3 separate regions of the Zea mays genome follow, and all the other regions are linked to region 1. The links are chromatin contacts, called in public Hi-C maps. All regions are on one chromosome and are shown on one strand. The core of a region is the stretch at or near the end of the contact, and the rest is flanking DNA. Distances in the headings are between cores, read along the strand shown. Region 1 holds the start of COAC2 (Mitochondrial carrier protein CoAc2). Region 2 has its middle 11 kb from the start of LOC103628577. Region 3 holds the start of LOC100286187 (peroxisomal membrane protein PMP22).

Region 1 (2,525 bases), core at 18-2,517:
GATCAAAACAGACCCAATAAAAGGGCCTTTCCCATCTTCTTGCTTAAACTTTCCTGAAAAATCAATAACCCTCTCAAGACCTCATCAACAACTATTGAAAAGAGTTTTTTTTTAAAAAAAAATCTTCTTTTTTGAACACGATCTAGAGAAGACATCAAATAGAAAATAACTTGTGAAATTAATCTTAGTAGTATGAAATGACAAAACAAAATCGACAAAACATAGCCGCTCCACCACCTCGCAATGAAACCTCACTTGCGCTCTCTAAGCTGCTCACCAAACTAAATTTGTTACCATCATTCCTCTCGTATTTCACTGTCTTTTCAGTTTTGAACGAGCGTGACGTAACATACATTCCTTCCCCTCGGCATTTTAATTGGCATAGCCAGAAAACTCTTGCCGGTCTTTTATGGCTAAGCCTTCCGAGTTCTCTAGTTTTGCAGAGTACTCATGTTTGCTTCTTCTCTTGTGGACAAAGAATCGGCCGACTCTGAAGCATAGCTGCAAGTCTCAACAACAGCAAAATCGACAAAATCAAGCGACTCTGAAGCTTAGCTGCAAGTCTCAACCGCCATGTTCTGCGCACCGCAAGTTTCCTCCTCCCCGCGTTGGTTTATGCAAGAAAACGGGGAGACTCGACAGACAAGTTTAAGGACTGGAATTGTACTTTATTCACGGCCAGATTGTCGCATGACTGATGAAGTTCACCTACCGACAACATGTATCGTTATTCATTAAAGTGATGCTAGCCATTCAAGGTTCCATGATCACGCAATTTGCATCTGTGGTTAGAAATACTGTAGAGCCCAAGACAGTGGGCGAACAAAGAATCCGCCGTACAAGATCGGGCGAGAACAACCGCCGCACGAAAACGCATCTCAGCTCCCGGTCCCCAGAGAGGCAAATTATGCCACGGCAACATTCAACCTCTCCTCAATTCGTCAAGATTCTGTATACATCGCTACACGTTCTTAAAGGGAAACTTGTTGCCAGGCGGGCGCGCAAGGATCGTGTGTGCAACGCACCTGGAACAGGATCTTGACGCGCTCGAGCGGCGCGACAGCGGTCTTGGCGACTCCCCCGGCGACCCCTCCGGCGAGGAGCTCCCGCACGGCGAGCGGCAACCCGGGGCCGCTGGTCTCTGCAGCCTCCCTGGCCCGCGCGTCCATGCCGCGCGCCCCCCGCCGGCTTCCTCCCCTCCCTTTCCCTCCTCTCGCGCGCGCGGCGGGAGGAGAGCGAGAGGCGTAGGCGACACGAATTGAGGTGGAAGAGAAGGGAGACCGCGCGTAGGAATTGAAGGCGGAAGGGAATCAGGCCAATCAGGCAGCGCGGGGCCCACGTGTAAGTGAAAGCGGTACGGGGCCACGTGTACACGGCGGTGGGCGGCGGAAGGCGAAAGGAAGGTGCTGTTTGGTTCAGCTTTTTTCTGAACAGCTTTTCTGATAATCTGGCTGTGAGGAGAATCTGGCTATTGGGAAAATCTGAGTATTATTAGGATTACGTGCGGAGGAAGATAAAAATGTTCATAGGGCTCTGGATCTAGAAAGTGACGGATTCCTACTATTGCAACAACTCAACCGATTATATGTTTATGTTGATTTTGAATAGTTTTTACCTAAACAAATTTTATAAAAGCTGGCTGAAAAGCTGATGCGTTTGGTAGTCCGCAGCAGCTTTTGGTGGCCAGAAGCTGGAAAAAGCTGAAACAAACAGGGGCGAAGCCGCCGGTCAGACGTGGTGGAATCAGCAGTTGGCTGGTGGTGGAGGGCGCGCGTAGCCACCGAGCCGAGAATGTTTTATTATGAAATGGACACGCGTGGTTCATGCTGATTGCTGCCTCGACAAGAGCATCTACAACAGCTGAATATCATCCAACCTATTAAGCACACGTACAACCTATTTAATATAACTTCTTTTAGGTGTCTCTAGAGAACTAAATAAAAAAATACAAGAGACATGCTCTTCTCCTCACAACTTTTAATACACATTGTCTCTTAGTTGTATTGATGATCCATGATCTCAAAATTATAACATGCAATATCTTTATCGTCTATTATACTTAAAAAACTGAACCGGTGTTCTAGGGTTGTAGATGCTCTTAGACTCTATTTAGGACGGCTCCGACTACAAAAAAATTGGTGAAATTATGGATAAGGTCATTAGGTGCTCTAAAAAATCGTGGAGCTGTAGATGTAAGTCTATCGGTACCTTGAATCAGGGGTACCCCTTACTACAGCATGAAGGCGTGGTGCCCACACGACTATCTCTAGTCACGTGACGAACAGCACCCGACTCCACCACGTGGATGGCCCCAGGGTCGCCATGTGGCCTGAGAAAACGATACACTCCAAGATACCAACAGTGGGTTCGGACCCCATGGGAAAATACCGGACCCCTGTACATGTAGATCGGGCCTCTGGGGCAAGGTTCAGGACCCCGCGAATGCGACCCGGACCTCCGGGACGGGTCCCGGACCCCTCTACGTGGGGTCCGGACTACCCACAGCCGAGTCCCGGGACTCAGGG
Region 2 (2,525 bases), core at 17-2,516, 390 kb after region 1:
TCTATGAACAATTTCTTTCTCATTCAATGCCTTTCTTTAGTCGTCTCAAAGATAGAATTTTTTTCCATTTTTTATCTATGACGTCACAACCAAGATTGTGTTAAATCCATGAATTCATTTTTTATTATACTATTTTGAAGCCTATTTCTATTTTAAGTCGCCATTATTCCATATTTCTATTTTGAAGCCTATTTTTAAGGAAACCCCCTTTATTTTCGCATCCACTCTATTGCATGGGTGGATGAACAAAAATAGGATTATGCAAAAGTAAAGATATTGAAAAGAAAACTTGACTTTTGAACCATGTACATGTGTTGTTTGGTTGGAAGAGAGTGAGATGACCCTTTTTTACTTGATTTGATGACATCAAAATGGAATTAGTTAACTCACAACAAGGTCCACGAAACATTTAAAGTGTGTTAATAAATGGGCCAAGACCTGGTCCAATAGCTAACATGGCGTTCCAAGTTTCTTCGGTTAGCAGGTGGATTGAAATGGATTGAAGGAGATTAAATCTCTTGCTACTTAAAATTAAAAAAATAGAGAGGGAATTAGTCTCCATCAATTCTCTCGAATATGGTTTCTGTGACCTTTGTACCTAGTTGTCACTTAAGGGCTTGTTCGGTTATACCAATCTAGAAGGGGATTAAAGGATTGACGTAACCGAACAAGCCCTAAATAGTTAATGGGGTTCACGGGAACTTAATAGTATATGGACTTAGATAACAAATCAGAAATAGTTCATGACTGATGAAGCACTTTACTCTTAAAAGTATACTAGCCAGTTGCTCGTGTTTTGCTAAGTTTTTTATATATCGTATAAATAGGTACTGAGATATTTATTTAAATATAATTATTGTTTATTTCTAAACACTAATATATGTGTGGTCTGGTAGTTAGCTCAAAATTTCTAGAGAATGGATCTGCAGCGCGTGGGACAGGTCTAGAGTGTCAGCGTGGAGGTTGAAGCCGTGGTAGCACGAGGTATCCACGTTATGTTCTTAATAGATTAAAGTATAGATATAATGACTAATTTATTAATATTGATTATATATTATAAATATTATCAGTATATATTTGTTTAAAGTTGGTAGTTTGAATTCTCGAGATCGACTTCTAAAAAAGTGACGATGCGAGCAGCTAGGAGAGGTCGGGCGTCAGGTCAGTCAAGTCACCAGTGCGTCCTGAGTCCTGTCCTGACTCGTGAGTCGTGACTGCTTCGTCGTCGTCCAGACCTCGACTTGGATCCATTCAAAACGGCAGACTGCAGTAAGCAGTAGCAGCACCCGTCCTGTTCTGCTGCAGACCCGTTCTGTTGTACGGAGTAGTACTATTCTACTGCTTTCAGAACACGAACACGATCACCAGGGTTCCTTTCCTTGCCCTCGTCCACATGGCGTCCCTCCTCGCCGCCTACATATTGACAGACAGCAGCTCAATTGTCAGGATTCAACAGAGGCACCGTATGTAAGATCGAAGCAAGAGATTACACGTAGATGGAGTCACTACTCCAGTCGCAAGGCGTAGCCGCCGCCCTGCTCCCGGCCTCGCGCCCGCGCCCGCGCCGCGGCAACCGGCTCCGGCGGCGCACGCGGGCCCAGGCTAACATCCGGCATCTGGTCAGCGTCGACGACCTGCGGCAGGTCGCCCGGGACGCCGCCACCGTGGGCTGCGGCGGCGCCGACGACCACGCCTTGAACGGCCGCGCGCCAGTTGAAACGCCGACGCCGGAGGTCTCCCGCGGCGCGGGAACCGTGGCCCAGAGGCTCCGCGCAATCGCCGAGGCGTGTGCGGACCGCGCCGACATGCACGACATCATCGGCAGGCAGCGGGACAACTGGAACCACCTGCTGCTCCACGCCACCAACTCCCTGGCGCTCACGGCGTCCCTGGCGTCCGCGCTCGCGCCGGCCTCCCCGACGCTCCCAGCGCTCAGGGCCTCGGCCGGGGTCCTCCTGGCCACGGCGGCCGTCACCATGGCCGCCGTCAACAGGATGCAGCCGTCGCAGCTCGCCGAGGAGCAGCGCAACGCTACGCGCCTCTGGAGGCAGCTCGAGCGCGACGTCCGCGCCGCGCTCGACCACCGGACGGCCACCACAGCCGAGGCCGACGACGACGTCCAAGAGGCCATGGACAGGGTGCTCGCCCTCGACGCGGCGTACCCGCTGCCGCTGTTCCCCGGCATGCTCGACAAGTTCCCCAGCGCCGTCGAGCCCACCCGGTGGTGGCCCAGACGGCAGCCGAGGAAGAGGCCGGCTCAGTCGGCCGCCAAGACCGTCAACGGCGCCACGGCCAGCAACTGCAACGGCTGGACGCGGGAGCTGGAGGACGAGATGCGCGGCATCGTGCGGGTGCTCAGGGCCAAGGACGAGCAGGAGTACGTGTCTAACGCCAAGCTGGCTCTGCGTCTCAACCGTGGCCTCGCCGTCGCCGGCCCGGCGCTCGCGGGCACGGCCGCGCTGGCCACGGCCTTCATCGGCTCCTCCGGCGAGGCCGGCTCCTTGGCCCCCGGTGCCGCCGTCCTG
Region 3 (2,525 bases), core at 14-2,513, 310 kb after region 1:
GGAGAATGCAACATTGTGGTGTATGAGTATGCATGGTATAGTTGTCAATGGTGAAATTTTATTCTTTTGTGGGGAGGTTTATTGGATGCATTCTATAGTTAGAAATAATTGAATTTCATTTTCTCAAGTGATAAAAAATCTAGGTGAAATTGAACTTTATTTTTTCTTTTTTATCTAAGAGGCAAATAACTTTCATAAACATTTGTAAACAGTTCAAACTAGCTTTATTCTCATAAAACTTATTCCATTACATAAAATTTTAGCCATCCCTCTTTATTAATATTGTCATATGTTAATATACTTCTCCGTTTAAAATCATATATGCATGATGTATGTCTAGATTCATAACAAACTAGTTTTTTACTCATGCTTCGCTATGGTTTCTATATATCATATAGGCAAACATTGTTGAAATAAAATAGTTATTCAAACACGATCTAAACTTATAGATTGGTTGAGTGCGAATGGCGAGGTATGTGGTGCGGGATTAGATAAGATAAAGTTTTTCTCTTGCTTTTTTCATGCTCGTGACATCTGAGACAGCGAGGGAAGAGGTAATGGACCATAGATGACTAAATGGGTTGTGTCTAGCGGGCTGGCCTAAGGTGCACCCTATTTAATAGTGCCACGATCCAGCCCCATACGATTTAAATTGTGCTGTGCTTGAGCTGCCTTCTTTGCTCGCAGTGCCGAGCCGATCCGTCATAATTTTTATTTTAAATTTTTTAATATATATATATATATATTTGTAGTGCCATGAATGTGTAATTTTTTTTGATTTTTTGCTGGTGTGTGGGGTGAAATTGTTTTCCGCGTGTGGAAGGGGGACGAGCACACGTGGGGAGAAGAATGACACATGAAGGAAGAAACTCCTACTAGAGATGTGATGCAAAAAATAAAACAATTTATAATTTAGAACGAAAAGAGTATTTGCTAAGTTATTAAAAGTTACTCACTCCGTTAACCTATTTTTTCCGTGAATATAGATATACATAAAAAATATATTTATATGTTACTTAATATATAAATATATGATTAGTTTAAAACAAATTATATTTTAGTATGAAGTGAGTAATAGATTATAATTTAGAGCGGTAAAAATATTTATTCAGTTATTGTAACTCTCAAATCTGAGGGGCCTAGACCTCCCAATAGTTTCCAGAGAAATAAAGCCCAACATCTAAACTGGGCCATCAAAACCCGGTCCATACAAGCGCATTGGTTGGGCCTAATAAAAGCGCCAACTGCATATCATCACCTATCACCTGTCAGGTTGTTAGTGGGGATTAACTTTAGAAGAAGGGATTAACTTCCTCTGGCCCACACGTCAGCCACCACGTGCATCGTCCGGCCGGTGAGGGACCACCGCGGCAGCTATCCTCGGCGCCGCGCTCACGATTCCGGAATCACTCCCCACGCGATTCGATCCTCTCGCCGGCCCAGGCATCGTAGAATCCCCCCACCGAAAAAAATCAAGCGGGCATACAAAGAGCGCGTGCGCAGTGCTTGGAATAGGTGGGTCGAACTTCGAAGGGGTTCGAGGACTTCAGCTATGGCATCTGTGGGACGTGCAGGACGAGGAGGGAAAGGAGATGGAGGGAAGGGAGAAGGGTCGCTGGCTCGCAGGGCGTGGAGGCAGTACCTGCTCCAGCTCCAGCAACATCCTCTCCGCACAAAGGTTTTCTCTTTTGGTCATGTTCTTGGATTTTGTTCACTCTTTCGGTTTCGGGAATCGGTAGTGGGGGATTGTTGAAGTGGGTTGCTTTGGTTGGCTGCCACGCGTAGATGATCACGGCGGGGTGCCTCGCCGGCGTCAGTGACTCCGTGGCGCAGAAGCTCTCTGGGTTCCAGAAGATTGAGAAACGCAGACTCCTGCTCAAGATGGTAAGGACGCTGCCTTGAATTTAGTTTCTGGTACATACAGATGCAGTTACTGGGGCAACTGCATCTTTCCTTGTTCATTCATTGGGAGAATAGAACATTTAGTTATATCAGAATAGAATCAGTTTATGGTGATATACTGATTTATAATGTAATGGGAATTCCCTAGATCAACTCAACTGTAATTTCTGATATACTGATATGTAAAGTACGGGCAATTCCCTAAATCAGCTCAATTATAATCTTGCTGTTCTAGCCTCTAGGAGTGAGTAGCTCTATTAAACTGGTTCTAGGGGAAATTCTTGGGAGGACGTGGAGGTGCAGTTGAAAGATGTATTGCTTGAATTCTAGTCATTCAGCAACTAGTTCCAGTTCAGCTGTTGAGTTGCAGCAATGTGAATGTCATCTCCTTTGGCTCTGTATCACTGTGTGATTTATGTTGTCGTAAGTTGAAGTTGGAGATAATTTGTTGGGGAACGATAGAACTTTTATGGTTTCTTAATGTTGAGTGAAGCATGAATCGTTAGTTTACACTACCAAATGAATGTTGCTACTTATTCAGAATCATGTATGATTATCTGGCCATTTTTCAAAACAAAAATCCACACCACAATTTCACTTTTGGGTTATCTGCTAGTTTCCTC

The links. Hi-C and Micro-C count contacts between places; a contact is called where the count stands out from the background.
Region 2: a Hi-C map of ear shows a contact between it and region 1, with 2.0 times the contacts expected there. The contact joins the enhancer-like site here to the promoter of COAC2 in region 1. A contact is called at or near these places in 3 of 25 Hi-C or Micro-C datasets (ear, leaf and tassel).
Region 3: a Hi-C map of tassel shows a contact between it and region 1, with 4 times the contacts expected there. The contact joins the promoter of LOC100286187 here to the promoter of COAC2 in region 1. A contact is called at or near these places in 4 of 25 Hi-C or Micro-C datasets (ear, leaf, leaf mesophyll and 1 more).

What each region holds. Positions count from the first base shown.
Region 1 is chr5:155,608,068-155,610,592 of Zm-B73-REFERENCE-NAM-5.0, forward strand. It overlaps COAC2 (Mitochondrial carrier protein CoAc2), which reads right to left and starts at 1,268. Exons shown (of 7, transcript NM_001136788.1): 1 at 1,026-1,268. The coding sequence starts at 1,169.
Region 2 is chr5:156,000,380-156,002,904 of Zm-B73-REFERENCE-NAM-5.0, forward strand. No RefSeq gene overlaps it. Among protein-coding and RNA genes, the nearest start is that of LOC103628577, 11 kb to the right of the region's middle. Within about 2 kb of position 1,267, at least 15 of the 20 cell types and tissues checked have an H3K27ac peak or open chromatin away from gene starts, as enhancers often do. A contact at or near this core is called in ear, leaf and tassel, where this site is marked.
Region 3 is chr5:155,918,496-155,921,020 of Zm-B73-REFERENCE-NAM-5.0, forward strand. LOC100286187 (peroxisomal membrane protein PMP22) reads left to right here and starts at 1,264. Exons shown (of 7, transcript NM_001159075.2): 1 at 1,264-1,678; 2 at 1,786-1,884. The coding sequence starts at 1,553.